Regions from separate parts of the Mus musculus genome. Here region 1 is linked to region 2. The links are chromatin contacts, called in public promoter capture Hi-C maps. All regions are on one chromosome and are shown on one strand. Each heading gives the region's core, a stretch centred on a gene start, on an enhancer-like site or on the middle of the called end of the contact. The rest is flanking DNA. Distances are from core to core; before and after follow the strand shown. Region 1 holds the start of Hoxd10 (homeobox D10). Region 2 overlaps Atf2 (activating transcription factor 2).

Region 1 (7,358 bases), core at 2,635-5,134, 830 kb before region 2:
TTTCAGAAAGGAACCAAGGTAGAATAAAATGAGAAAACTCACCCAACCTTGGCTTCACTGGGTCTGGTTGTCTTGAGCTTGGGGCGGGTGGGAAAGAGAAAGGGACTTGGGGGGGCACAATTGGATCCAGTGCCCTGCTAAGCTGTTGCTTGTTCCTGCAATGGAGGCCAGCCAGGTTCCAGGTGGGCATTACTAGTTTCAACCTAGCCCCTGAAGATGGCTTCCCCAGCCAGAAGTCACCAAGAGCTCACTGAAAGCATTAAAAATAACATAACCAAAACCAAAGAGAAGAAAACACACAAATGGGGGACTGGAGGCAAAAGCCTGCAGTGGGTTCTTACTTACCAGGCTCAGGGGTAGAGGGAAGCTCATCCCATTGAGAATACAATTATATTAATAAGATTAGGGGGTGGGAGAGGCGAGAACGGTCTTCCCAGTTATGAAGACTGAGCTCTCAGGCTGAATCACGAACCCTTCTCAAACCCATCATTGCCATATTCTAACAGCCTAGGTCTTCTCCAGTTTTTCTCCTCCCATCTCCTTTCTCCTGCCCCTCCCAGTCCCCTAGTCCACTGCCCCCTGAAGAGCAGTTTGGTCAGAAGAAACCCTCCCCAAAGGCTTTCCTCTCCACCAAAACGTATATTTCCATTTCAGAAAGCAGAAGGAACAAACCCATTTCCAGAGTTTATTGCATTACACATGCGACCAGAACATGCACAGAAAAGCACAGGTTGCGCTTGTACTTCTACCAAACCACAGATGCACCACAAGGAAAGGCTACAAGGCATAAGTCATCAATATTCCATTTCACCAAGGACAATTGCTAAGTTCATTTGTGAAAAGATACATTGTAATGTGCTTTTTAAAGTCCCCCTCCCCCCAAAGCTTGTGGGTTTTCTTAATCTTTTGAAATATATATAGATATAGGTTGTTTGTTTTTTTAAATACTGGATGTTTTCAAAATGCCATGAGTTCATGGGCTAACCACACACAGAGAACTTTTATGTTAGGAAAAACATGGAAAAGTCACATTGCTGGCGGGATAGATGGGTGGGATGCGATGGATACGTTTAGATGGATGTTCTACAGTTCCAATAAGTTAAGACCCAAATGAAAATGCGCAGTAATAGTTACCCTGCATTACGATGAAAAAAAATAAATTACACGTGCTAAGTTTTTTTAATATATATATATATGTATACTCATAGGGATTACAGATCACTTGCAGCACGAACAGAATGACCCCAAAGTCACATTCTAGCAGGAAAACAGAACAGAACAGAACAAAACAAAACAAAAAAACCAAAGAGCAATGAAGGGTTTGTTTCCGCCTTGCCAGTCCTCCAGCACTCAGGCCTGGAACTCGGTGCCCCCTCTCGGATCCTGGCCTCACATGGGCCTCAGACCTAAGAAAAGGTGAGGTTGGCGGTCAGTTCTCGGATTCGATTCTCTCGGCTCATCTTCTTGAGTTTCATTCGGCGGTTTTGAAACCAAATCTTGACCTGCCTGTCGGTGAGGTTAACGCTCTTACTGATCTCTAGGCGGCGCTCGCGGGTGAGGTACATATTGAACAAGAACTCTTTTTCCAATTCCAGCGTTTGGTGCTTGGTGTAAGGGCACCTCTTCTTTCTGCCACTCTTTGCAGTGAGCCAATTGCTGGTTGGAGTATCAGACTTGATTTCCTCTAACAAAATTAAAGGGAGAAGAAAAAAAAATCAAGAATTTTTTTTTCTCTCAGTCCATTCAAATATACCCTTGGCCATGACCCTGCTGCCAGATGGGCTGCTTTGGACAATGCTGGTATTAAACATCACTTACGAAGGTGGGCATGAAGGGGATTGTAAATTGGTACCAATTTAGAACTAAATACTTAACACGATGAATGAAAGGATATTCTGTGCCAGAGGCTGCCTCCTCATATTCTCTCTCTCTCTCTCTCTCTCTCTCTCTCTCTCTCTCTCTCTCTCTCTCTCTCTCCTACACAACTTTTCTGGCTTGCACAAAATGTGACTATAATAGCAAACTTTACAGGATTCCTCCGTCCCCCCAAAAACATTCTAAGCCGTCAGGCCACCAGAAAGAACCATAGCTTGCTTCATCTACCAGTATCTCACTACTGCTCCAGGGCCCCAAGTCGGCCGCTTCTTACCCACCCCTCCTAGGCAGACAAGGAGATCCACAACCAGGTTTATAGGGATGCAGGCTGTTTCAAGAGATAATGAGGAAGCAGGGATCCCTTCTCCACCCTGACTGGGCATTGTTACAGTTCCCCCCTTCCCCCCAGAATTTCCTCAATTTTTCTTTGCTCTCACACAAAAGCCTTCCTCCAGAAATGTAACTCTGTGGCTCACCCGGTAGACAGTGAGGGACAGACTGCAGAAATGGGCGTGGGGGCTCAAGATTCCTTCTTAGAAACCCATATCCCTGGTTCTTTGCATTACCCCAGCCCTAGGTGGGCAATGCAGATCTGTTCTCCCCCTCCTCCGCCTTTGCCCCCTTTGTAGAAGATTGCAAAGCCTGCGGCACTTTCGCCAGACAAAGCCAAGGTTACCTCTGCTTCCCCACCCAAGCACCAACAGGCCAAACCATTTCCTTTCCCTCTTAGATCGCAGGATGCGGGGTGCAAACCCTTGAACACAAACACGGTGTCTTAGGCTACCTTAAAATGATCCCTGGGTTCAAGGCAAAAACTAGGGCTGCAAATCTGAGCCAAAGAAAAGCGGGCACTGGAGCCCTGTTTACAAACGGCTGGTCTCCTTTTAGCTCTTTTGTTGTATTTCGGATCTGGCTCAAGACTGATAAACCCGGCAAGCCTGTCCTCTGCCCAGGCGCCATCAGCTTGGGGCCAGGTCTGGCCGGAGCAGCGGGAGAGAAGCCCCGACCCTTTCAAGGCAGGGATATCCCTTCTAAAAGCCGGGTGGAGCAGCACCTGCGGAGTATGGGCTCTGGGCTCCGCTGCCCGGGCTCTGCTCTGGGCACCCGAGCGCTCCCTTTTCGAGGTTTTACCGGACTGCACGCCCCGCTGGGGTGGCAACTCTGTTCATACCGACCTTTGCTTTCCTTCTCCTGCACTTCGGGACTGGACACGGAAACCTCAGCCAGGCAGCTCCTGTCTTCTGGAAGGCCGCCTTTGGCCTCGGGGCTCTCCACTTGGGAGACTTTAGTGGGCTCCTGGCCGCTCGCGCTTTCGTTCATCTTCTTTTCCATCTGCAGCTGGGCAGCCGAGAGCTGCGGCTTGGCCGCGCCACGAGGGTTGAGCTGGAGCATGACAGTGGAGCTGCCTTCGGGGCTGTTATTGTACTCTTGGGTTTTCCCGGTGGCGTAGGTCTGACTCAGTCTAAAATATCCAGGGACAGGAACCTCGGGGTTCTCAACAGGACAAGACTCGGGGACCAGCCTCTGGTACGAAGGGACCTCGGCAGAAATGAGTTTGTTGCGCTTATCAGAATACATGCAGCAATTGGATTCTTCTTTAATGTTGGCGGTGAATGAGCAAGTGGGGACTTGCTGTGTAACAGGTTGCTCTATTCGACAAGATCTGTTCGGGTCTGTCCAACTGTCTACTTGAGGTATATAAGGATGTACATTCATACCCATATTTTGGTGGTTCACTTCTCTTTTGGCCAAAGACGGGAGCAGTCCACAGGTTTGCATTCCATAGGTCCCCATGTCTGCGCTAGGTGGTGGCATGTACATGCTGGCGCTGCTCGAATAAAAACTGTCACTCCTGCAGGCACTGATCAAGGAATCTACTAAAAAAGTATTAGCAGCAGGAGAGCTGTTGGGAAAGGACATTTTGGGGAGGAATTTGAAGAAGAGAGATTGTGTCCTTTGTAGGCTGACATCGCTAGGAAAACATTCCCGGTGTAATTGTGGATGCCTCTGCCGACCACATGACAACCAAGCCAATGAGATTTGAAAATGGCCTTGAGCCGCAGCCTCCTTGCAGGTCACGTGTTCCCCAGCCCGGCCGGCTGGCCGCGTAAGCACGGACAACAGCGACATCTACTAAGCGCCTGTGATAGTGCGCGTTGGAGACAACCGGCCCAGAGCTCTGCTGCCGGCCAGCCTGTCTCCCGGGGCTTGTTTGGCCGGCCGGCCTGCCCCACTCGAGTCCCCCACCCGGCCACCGGGCCCCGCCAGCGGAAGGAAAGGCTTGATTCGAGGGGCCTCCGGGAGGACACGCGTACTGAGGAAAGTCAGAGCGCTGTGGCGCCTGCTCACAGAAGCGCTCTCCCTGCACATACCCAGGCAGAACGCGCCCAAGAGGGCCGGTTCCCAGGAAGGGATAGGGGCGCGGGCTGGTTAATTTAGTACTGGGCAGCCAGGAAGGTGAGTCCGATTTCTCTAGTTCGGAAACATCCCTCCCTAGGGTTCCAAAGGGGGCTGTGTGAAAATCTTCAGTGCAAAGATTGGACCAAGGTGTCGGGGAAGCACTGGCGAATAGGGCCCCGAGGGTCGAGAGGCCACCACGCAGCTGGGCAAACCCGAAGCTCGGATGATGGTTCCAGCCCGTAGCTACCCCCTCCTTAGATCTTTCTGCTAGAACTAAGGGGGGGGGGGAATCGGCACCCACGAGCTCCTGGAGCCTTGACTCTGAGAGTAACCACACCCTGACCTTTGAGGACCGGCCGCTGGGAGCTTCCTAGCTTGGAGATAATCCTTCGCCAGCCGTTCCCTATTCGCGAAAGCGTCTCTCCGGCTCCCAGAAACAGCTAAAGCCAGATTTCCTTCCCCTGATAACACAGGGCAGAGAGAAAGGAAGGGAAAAAGAAATTTTTTTTCAAAAGAAAAGGGAAAACTCTGATCCCCGGACTCCACAAGTTTTAGAAAACCGGGCCAGAAGAAAAAATAAAAATAAAAAGAGGAGAGAGCAAAGCAAACTTGTCATTTAGATCTTCTGCAAAGAAAAATATGTTTTCCTTTTATGGATTTTGTAAAAGCATTGGTTTCTGACAAGTGCAAGGTACAAGGGGTTGTGGAATTTATTAATACATATTAAGAAGAATCAGGGCGATCAATAAAATTCTCATCTACATTCTTGGGCTACTTGGTAATTTTCTTGCTTCTGAAGGTTTTTAAAGAGTTATACCCGCTGTTGCCACAAACGGGAAGATATTTTATTAACAAATCAATCGAGACTTTGTAAAGGATAAGATTAATAGTTAAGATTTAGCATAATGGCGTTTGCTTTATGAATTATTGAAAATTATACTATTGATTTTTCCCCTCCGCTACTAACCAAGAAGGTCAATTTTTGTTTTAACACAAATCGTCAAATATTAAAAGCTATACTTTTGTCAGAAGTTAAATTTTATAGTTTTGGACGATCCCTAAAATTCTTTGACAAGGTTTTGTTTGGGCAAGAAGGGAATAAAGAGGGAGAGTCTAAGTCTTCCGTTTCCTCTGGTGAGGGAAAGTTTTATAAAGAGGATATGGTCTGGGGTTGTGGTCCAGCTCATTAAAGAACAACCACTGCCACAACCACCGTGGAAACTCAGAATTTTATGAGAAACTTGAACAACTTCCTCCCTTCTTCTTTGGTTGCAGGCGGCGAGCCGCCTTGCGGAAGCCCGGGGCCTTAGGACAGCAGCAGGGAGCTTTAACCTTGATTTCCAAAGACTTGCCCTGGACCAGAGGCCCTGCCTGTGTGTGGGAGCCGTCCTTCGGCCTTCCGGGTCCCGTTCCCGGCAATCAAGAAAGTAAAACGGACCCGGAAACTGTGACCGTGAACCAGCTCCCAGTCGGAAAAGACATCTGTGTTCCCTTCTCCCACATTCGCCCAGGAATGGGCTGGCCTTGGATTTCAGGCCCAGAGACTGAACTTGTGGATAAATCTGTTTTCCCCTCAACAGAACATTTCTGTGGGGTTCGATGCTCTTTAAGGAGCCCTCAGCGTTCTGGGGGACCTAGTTGCTCTTTTCAAAAAAAAAAAAAAATCACTCACACCCCAGCAAAGTCCTTTGTCCCCCTCCCTCCCCTAAAGGAATTTCTCCCGGCCTGATGAAAACAGGCTTGGAGGTTATTTTCGGCCTTGGGACCGATTGGCTAGTCTCCTCTCAGTGCCCTCGCCCAAACAATAACCCCTTTTAAAAAACTCCACGGTGGCAATGAGACAGACCTTTTAAACCTTTACGCAGCTGTTCAAATACAACATCATTGTCAGGTTAAAGCCTGGAGCCTCTCACTGCTCTGGCTGCTGCACCCCGGTGGTGGAGCCGGAGATTTAAACATTACCTTTCTACAGGGGTGGCTATTTTTAAGCTGGGGAGGGGATGAAGGGTGTTAAGTAAGGCATAGGGGGAAAAAGAACTTTTGTTCCTAAGTTGCTAAGATCTTGATCAAACCTAACAACCACTGATTAGCACCTCAAAATTTTCCTTTTTACATTGTGGCGATCAAATTCTGAGCTACAGCTAAATATGCCCAGAGCTGAACAATGTGCCCGCAGCACAGCTCTCGGCAGTCCCCCTGACGCCAGCTTGGCGCTTAGGCATTGTGTTGCTTTGCATCTCGGCCAGGAGAGCTAGCTGCCCAGGTTTCCACTGCCAAATTTTCCTAATCCCAAGCAATGCAGAGCTGTTCAATCTAATCAGGAATTTTATGCCCATCAAATGCCCTTTCATAATCTTTATTTATACACGAAGAAAACACCCAGTCTAAAAACAAGCAATTCCTTACAGAGCTGGTAAGTCTGCAGTGAAGTGGGAGAGGCAAGCTCTGCCTTTTCTCTGTGTGGGTCTTTCTGTTTCAGTGTTCCATGGCTTCAAGCTCAAAGTCACCTCGTATTAGATTGGAGTTTAAATAGACTTTCACTCAAAGGCAGAGGGGGGAAATGTGTATGCCAACTTAAAAATGGAATCTATTCTCTCAAAATTTTATTTTTTTCTCTTTCGAATTTTTGCTTCCAGACTGATTCCTCGGGGTCAAAACTGTCAATATGTTAGATTTCTAGAATTTAAAACATGAGCAAAATGAAAATACTGTAAGAAGGGAGGACAGAAAATGTGCCTTAAGATCTTAGAGCTGACACAAAGCAAATGGAAGGGAAAGGCAGTAGCTTTAAAGGCCAACTTTTATTTTGCTTCGAGTGTTTAATGTAGTGGTTGGTGGTTTTTTAAAAGTCATCTTTAGATCTTTTAGGGCAGTTAATATTAATAATAAGTCAACATTGCATCGTAAAAAAGATGGATACCCATATTTGTACCAAGACGCCTGTCTCCCTGGCAGTTTTTTTTTCCACAGAAAAAAACCTAAAAGGTCGCCTTAGCAAGAAATTACCATTTGTAATAATAATAATAATAATAATAATAAAGTGGCTTGTATCTTCACTCTCTTGTCTTCTTCAGAAGGGTAAG
Region 2 (6,736 bases), core at 2,801-5,300:
ATATAGTTTTATATCATATTTTCCTTTTGAGAGTTTTCTATAGTACTTTGCTCACATGAAAAAGTAATGAGTTTGTTTATAATTAATTGGTGTTTTAGAAAGATATTCAGACAAGACATATTTAGTAGCCAAAAGACTAAAGAAATCTTTGGCAAGAATTTCAGAATAGGGCTGGAAAGAAGGCTCAGCAGTTAAAAGCACTAACTGCTCTTCTGAAGGTCTTGAGTTCAAATCCCAGCAACCACATGGTGGCTCACAACTGTCCATAATGAGATCTGATGCCCTCTTCTGGTGCTGTCTGAAGGTACAGTGTACTTAGATATAATAATAAATAAATCTTTTTTAAAAAAAAGTATTTTAGAATAGGTCTTGCTTTGTGACTTCTACAACTCTGTAATCTGACCCTTGGAAGGCTATCTACTATGTGGAAGTTGTTCTTTTTGAATGACTTTTACACTGTTGCACAAAAAAGATCCAGACAGAATGTCCTAACCCTTTTCTAGAGTGGAGTTTTTGCATATTACAAGTATCTACTCTCAAAGTGGAAGATTGTTGACCCACCCTGTAGCCCATGAAGCTAAAAGTCTCTGCAGATCAAAGGCTATTCCAAAAACCTGTATGGGGAGCCAGGAGGACCCCAGGCATTTGAGCTCAAGAGTGGTGTAAACAAAGCATCTCTAGTTTTTATTATTAAATCAAGAAAAGCATGGGGTAATTTTTAGCTTAATCAAAAGCAACTACAGTGAGGGAATAGACCTGGTGTTAGGTTTTACCATCTTTGGTCATATGAAGGAGCCAAGAATATTCTTTCCAGGGCTTTGTCTTTTCCAGAGATAATATGGGTGTTGCCTCTAGGGCATTCCCTCCATGTTCATGCTTTCATGTACATTGAATCATCATAGTTTCTGCAATTCTTTCTTGTGGGAAAAATATTCTGCACTCTACCCCATCCATAGTTCACAGTAAGTTCACAGCTTTCTTACATGGGCTCCCACAGAAAACAGAAGTGTTTGGTGGAAATTGGATCTTAGGATTTATATTTGAAATTGTTCTACATTCAGAAACATACCACAGAACACCTCATTCTTGATTTGTGCTTTGTTACAGATAAAACACGGACCTGTGGAATATGAGTGATGACAAACCCTTTCTATGCACTGCCCCTGGGTGTGGCCAGGTAACATATCCATTACTTAGAATAATTTTGTACGTTTCTTTTCATTAAATCATTGCTAGAATATATTGTCATTAAGGTTTTACTACAGTGATTTTCTTTATGATTAGAGTTAAGATAAAAACAAAACAAAAACATTTAGAAATTCTTTAATAATCTCTTCTAGTTCTAGAAAAGACAGTGTGGTATTATGGAAGTAGTTTATAATAAAGGTCAAAACTATAGACAGAAACCGAAGATTTAAAGTTATATTATTTGATTTATGTTCATTGAAAATTAATGTTAAACTACCTAGTTGGAAATCAAAAATGTACTACTACTGTATTTAGAAATTATTTTAGTTATTTGAACTCTTATAAACTAATAACTACATCAGACATCACTAATCTATTAATGTTCTGAAGTCTAACACCTTTAAAGCATGTGTGGAAGCATTTTCAGGAGATATTTTAATTTTTAATTGTTATGAAATTATTAATCTAATACTATCACCACTACCCTAATCTTTTAACTACAAGCACTAACAAAGAATCTATTTTTAGAAAAAAAAATTTTTTTTAATATAAATATGCTGTCAGTGACATGCCCAAAGAGGGCATCAGATCCCAGACCTCTGGAATCACTGCTAGTGAGTCCTCGTAGCCACCTAGCCATCTCTCCAGCCTGAAAATTTGATTTTTAGTGGATAGTAAACTTACAGATACTTAATAGAGTATAAGTCAGAGACATTAAAGTACTTTGTTGGTTTTTATTTATTTTTAGTTGGTATTTTAAATTAAAATATAATCAGCATGTAGTAAACTGCACAATAAGTCACAGTTTGGTACATTTGGATTTTTATTGTTTTACAGTTATTGATTTTGTTCACATGTGTGTGAGTTATATGTGTGCTTGTGTATGTTTATTTGTGCATGTGCCACTTCAGCTATGTAGAGGTCAAAGGACAACTTACAGGAGTTGGTTCCCTCATTTCATACCTGATAGGTTTTGTGGGGATCAAGCTCAGGTCATTAGAAGTGATATACCTGCTGGGGTACATCACCTTACCCAGTGTTATAATTTATCATATACATATACTTATAGAACTGTTACAACAGTCATGAGGGTGAATATTACTCATCACTCCAAAAGTTTCCTTGTACCCATTTGTAAGTTCTCTGGCCTTTGTCCACTACTGATCTGCCTTCCATTACTGTAAAAATGATAACTCAGATGATAACTCAGTGGCTACTAACTACTTGTTTGTACTCTTCAGACTGTATATAAGTGGATTCATAGCATATACAAATTTTTCTGGATTCTTTGATAACACAATATAAGATTTCTCAATTGTTTTTATCTACTTTCTAAGATTATTAACTAATATTTTAGATTAGGTACTGGGAAATTTATAAAGAAAATGCTGATTATATAACAGGAATGCTGTGATTTGATTGGATCCCCCCCCCCGAAATTTATGTATTGAAAACTTAACCTCTAAAGTAATATGTTAATATACTTGAGGAGGTGGAGCCATTGTGAAGTGTTTAGGATCTCACAACTTTAGACCTTACAACCTCCAGAGTAGTGAGGCAAGAACAGGGTGTCAAATCCCCCAGGAACAAGAGTGACAGATGGTTAGTCACCATGAGGGTGCTGGTAGCAGAACCTGGATTCTCTGGAAGAGCATCAAGTGTTATTAATCACTGAGAGTTTTTTTTTAGCCCCTTGTTTACTTCTTATTTATCATTATTGTAGGAGGTACATGTGTCATGTACATGTGTGGAAGTTAGGACATAGGACTTGGTATCTTTTTCTAACTACCTGCATGTGCTTTCTGAGAATGGAATTCATTTCATAGCAAGTTCCTTTATTTCCCCTGCCCAGATGCCATTTAAAGTAGCTTGGTGAGGAAATGTTTCTGGTCGTGTGACAGTTGGATCAAATTTGACAATTGGACAAATAAAAAAAAGAAACTACATATTTCTATTGTGGCTGAAGTATAAAATGATTAATGAGGAGCTCAGAGAGATAGGGAAAAAAATCTTTTTTTTTTAAAGATTATTTTATGTATATGGGTACACTGTAGCTGAACAGATGGTTGTGAGCCTTCATGTGGTTGTTGGGAAATGAATTTTTAGGACCTCTGCTTGCTCTGGTCGACTGTGCTTGCTCAGTCCCTGCTTGCTCCGGGCCAAAGAATTTTTTATTATGATACATAAGTATATTGTAGCTGTCTTCAGGTGCACGGGTGTTAGATCTCATTACCAGTGGTTGTGAGCCACCATGTGGTTGTTTGAACTAAGGACCTTCAGAAGAACAGTCAGTGCTCTTAACCACTGGGCCATCTTGCCAGCCCCTGGAAAAAATCTTAACTGTAGAATGTATGTTGGTTTATTCACAGAGCAATATGAAGCAAGAAAACTAGAAGATAATAATGGTCAAAATGAAAGATGGACGCACAAGAAATAGACTTTTATATCTGATTTGGAGCTGTAGTTTACACACATTTTTTAAAAGTTAAGAGTAAAAAGTAAAACCTTAAATTCTTTGAAACTAAAATTTAGAGTATGATTTTCATTCCCACTGACTAGATTTACTCTCTGGTAAACCAAATTTACTTTTTAGGATTTGGTACAAAGTTAAAGAAGAGATATGGGTAGTAATTGACTTCGTGTGCTTATCTGTGGGTGGGCACCTGCATGTCATGGTGCACATTTGGAGGTCAGAGGACAGTTTATAGGAGTCAGGCTCTTCTAGCATATGCTGTCAGACTTGGCAGCAAAGACTTTTCCCTGGTGACTCATAATGTTAGAAGCTTTTACTCCATGCTCAGTTAACCCTGTTTCTTAGAGCCTGTATATCAAGGGAAGTATAAAACAAGACAGTATTGAAAGGGAAGGCGGAAGCTAGAGCAAAACTTAACTACTCACATCAAAGAATGCAGACACACCCAGTCCCCTTCAAGGTCATACCCCAAATGGCTGAGGGACCTCTCCAGGCCCACGTATGACTCAGGCTCCACCATTTCCAATGCTAACACCCTGAGAAGAATCCTTTGGATTTTTTTAGGGATATTGGAACTCTAAACCATAACTACAGATAACGCATTGCTTCTAGAAGCAGTCTTTGGAAAGTAACCAGCTTTGCCATATTGTTCAATAAGTCATTCTTGGAAACGGCCTCAAAAAAAGCCCTAACTTTTTTTCTGCTTAAAATAGAATGGCTGCTCTTATTTTGTGTGTGATCCCTTCTTAATATACACTTTTTAAAAATTAGAAGTATTACTTTTAGTTACATGTATATGTGTCGGGGGTGGGGAGATTGGGTTGGGTTGTTAGTACATTGTCCTTGGAAGCAAAAAAAAAACCTGCATTGGGTTCCCTGGAGCTGGAGTGAGAGACAGTTTAACCCATCCAACCTGCTAGGAACCAAACTCAGTCTTCCCCAAGAGCATTAAGCACTTTTAATTTTTTTTTTAATTTTATGTATATTAGTGGATTGTCTGTGAACCACTTGTATGCCTTCTTCAATGAGGTCAGAAGAAGCAACTGTGGTTATAGATGGTTGTAATCTGCCACATGAATGATGAGAATCAAACTTGGGTTTTTTGCAAGTATATCAAGTGTTCTTTACAACTGAGCCATCTCTTCAGCCCCAGCATTAAATACTTTTAAACTATAAGCTATCTCTACCCCACACCCAGTTTTAGACATGATCTTAATTCCATACATATATAACCAACCTTGCCTGGGCTCACTCTATAGACTACTAGACTGGCTTCAAAGTCAACAGAGATCCACTTACCTCTGCCTCCTAAGTGTTGGGATTAAAGGTGTGTGCCATCATACCTGCAGTACTAACACATGAGATTTTTAAAAAGTCTTTTTAAAAAAGAATTAATTTATATATTTTTATGTGTATTATGTATGTGCTTGCTTGAGATTATGTGCAACATGTACATGCTGCAGTCTTAGAAACCAAAAGATATCCTGGAACTGAGTGAGTTTGTTTTGTTTTGTTTTTTTGTCTTCTTTTGTTTTAAATAAAAAGCAATGTATTTAAGTTTGTTTAAGTAGAAGAAAAAGAGTCAGTAGCTAAAAATTAGAATATATGTTTGTATGTGTACCATAAGAAATTATTTAAGAGAATTTCCTAACATTAAATTTATAGTATTTGTTAGTAAGTTATGCATTTGAGCCTCTATGCATGGCTAAGCATGGTTTTAAGTTGTTGTGTTCTACTAGAGCTTGTCCTATCATTTGCTCCTTTTTCTATTATGATCTCTGAAATTAATTTTAGTATTATAATAAACAGCATCGTGATGAGTATCATTTTACACAAATATTTGTGTGTATCTCTAATTAGTTTCTTAAACTATTACCAGCTCAATATATATCTTTAAGTGGTTGTGGTGGCTAAACATGTAGATGACAAATTCAAGACTACTATAAGAAGTTGTCTTTAAGAAACAAGGGCTAAAATGAAGCAAGAGTCACTGGATTGAATTCTCGTTCCAAATTAAGTAATTAATAGACAAATAAATAAAATGTATATATAGTTATTCTCATTCCAGATGAGTGGGTGAATGAATGAATGAATGAATGAATTGGCAAATAAAATGTATAGTTATATATTGGCCCACAAAGATGGCATTCTGGATAAAAAGGAACTTGCTGTAAGGCTAAGGACCTGAGTTCAGTCCCTAGAACCCACATAGTAGAAGGAAAGAACTGATCTCTGCAGGTTGTTTTTTAACTTCCACAGATATACACACTTAAAAGAAAAAAAAAGAAATGAAATAGAAGCTCGCTCTGTTTTTGCTTTAATTAATAGTTTAGTCCTCATTAATAATAAACTATTTTTGTTATAAACACTTCAGTCTTGGGTATTACATTTTTCAGGCAATGATTTTGTGAGGTACTTAATATTTATATTGTATACTATCACTGCCCAACACAGCCCAGTGAATGTCAGCTTCATGAGTTATATCTTGCTGAAATTAGCAGTGACCTATTCTCCCTTTATATTAAATAGTATTTCTTAGGATGTTGAAGGTACTTATTATTATTAGTTGTTGTTGTTGTTGTTGTTTGAGATAGGTCTCACTATGTAGCTCTGGTTGTCCTGGAACTCACTATGTAGATCTGGCCTCAGACTCACAGAGATCTGCCTTTGCCCTCTTGAGTGCTGGGATTAAAGATATGCATCACAATACTCTGCAATAATTGATCATTGATTTTAGAAACACCAATTCGGTGATGTAATGCAAATTATATTTTTCATCTCTATGGAATGCTCTAAATTTTGCTCTACTTAATTTAAATTTTCCAGTAGATTATCACATTTTCAAATGTCCTTTGTTGATAGTGTCACGTAAGAATGGCCTATAAAAATTAGCACAGAGTTTACTTGAAGATTCTTACTATGGTGCTCATGTAAATGCCTAGGTAACTTTTAGACATTGTAGAGATTCCTATTAACTTCATTGTTTTTAGAGGAATACAGTGGTATTGAATTGAATAAAAGATACAAAATTAGATACATAGTAAAAGATTCATTTACATACTCTTTCTTGTTGGC

What was found. Promoter capture Hi-C pulls out the DNA fragments that hold promoters and counts their contacts.
Region 1: a contact with region 2 is called in a promoter capture Hi-C map of embryonic stem cells, with 2.7 times the contacts expected there. The contact joins the promoter of Hoxd10 here to the enhancer-like site in region 2. A contact is called at or near these places in 1 of 39 promoter capture datasets (embryonic stem cells), 3 of 115 datasets of contacts at active chromatin or transcription factors (embryonic forebrain, embryonic limb bud and neural tube) and 1 of 9 other capture datasets (liver).

The regions. Positions count from the first base shown.
Region 1 is chr2:74,688,417-74,695,774 of GRCm38.p6, reverse strand. It overlaps Hoxd10 (homeobox D10), which reads right to left and starts at 3,884. Exons shown (of 2, transcript NM_013554.5): 1 at 3,051-3,884; 2 at 669-1,684. The coding sequence starts at 3,795. The coding sequence ends at 1,407.
Region 2 is chr2:73,857,610-73,864,345 of GRCm38.p6, reverse strand. It overlaps Atf2 (activating transcription factor 2), which reads left to right. Exons shown (of 15, transcript NM_001025093.2): 5 at 1,108-1,177. The coding sequence starts at 1,130. Among named protein-coding and RNA genes, the nearest start is that of Gm10822, 31 kb to the left of the region's middle. Within about 2 kb of position 4,050, at least 41 of the 459 cell types and tissues checked have an H3K27ac peak or open chromatin away from gene starts, as enhancers often do. A contact at or near this core is called in embryonic stem cells, where this site is marked.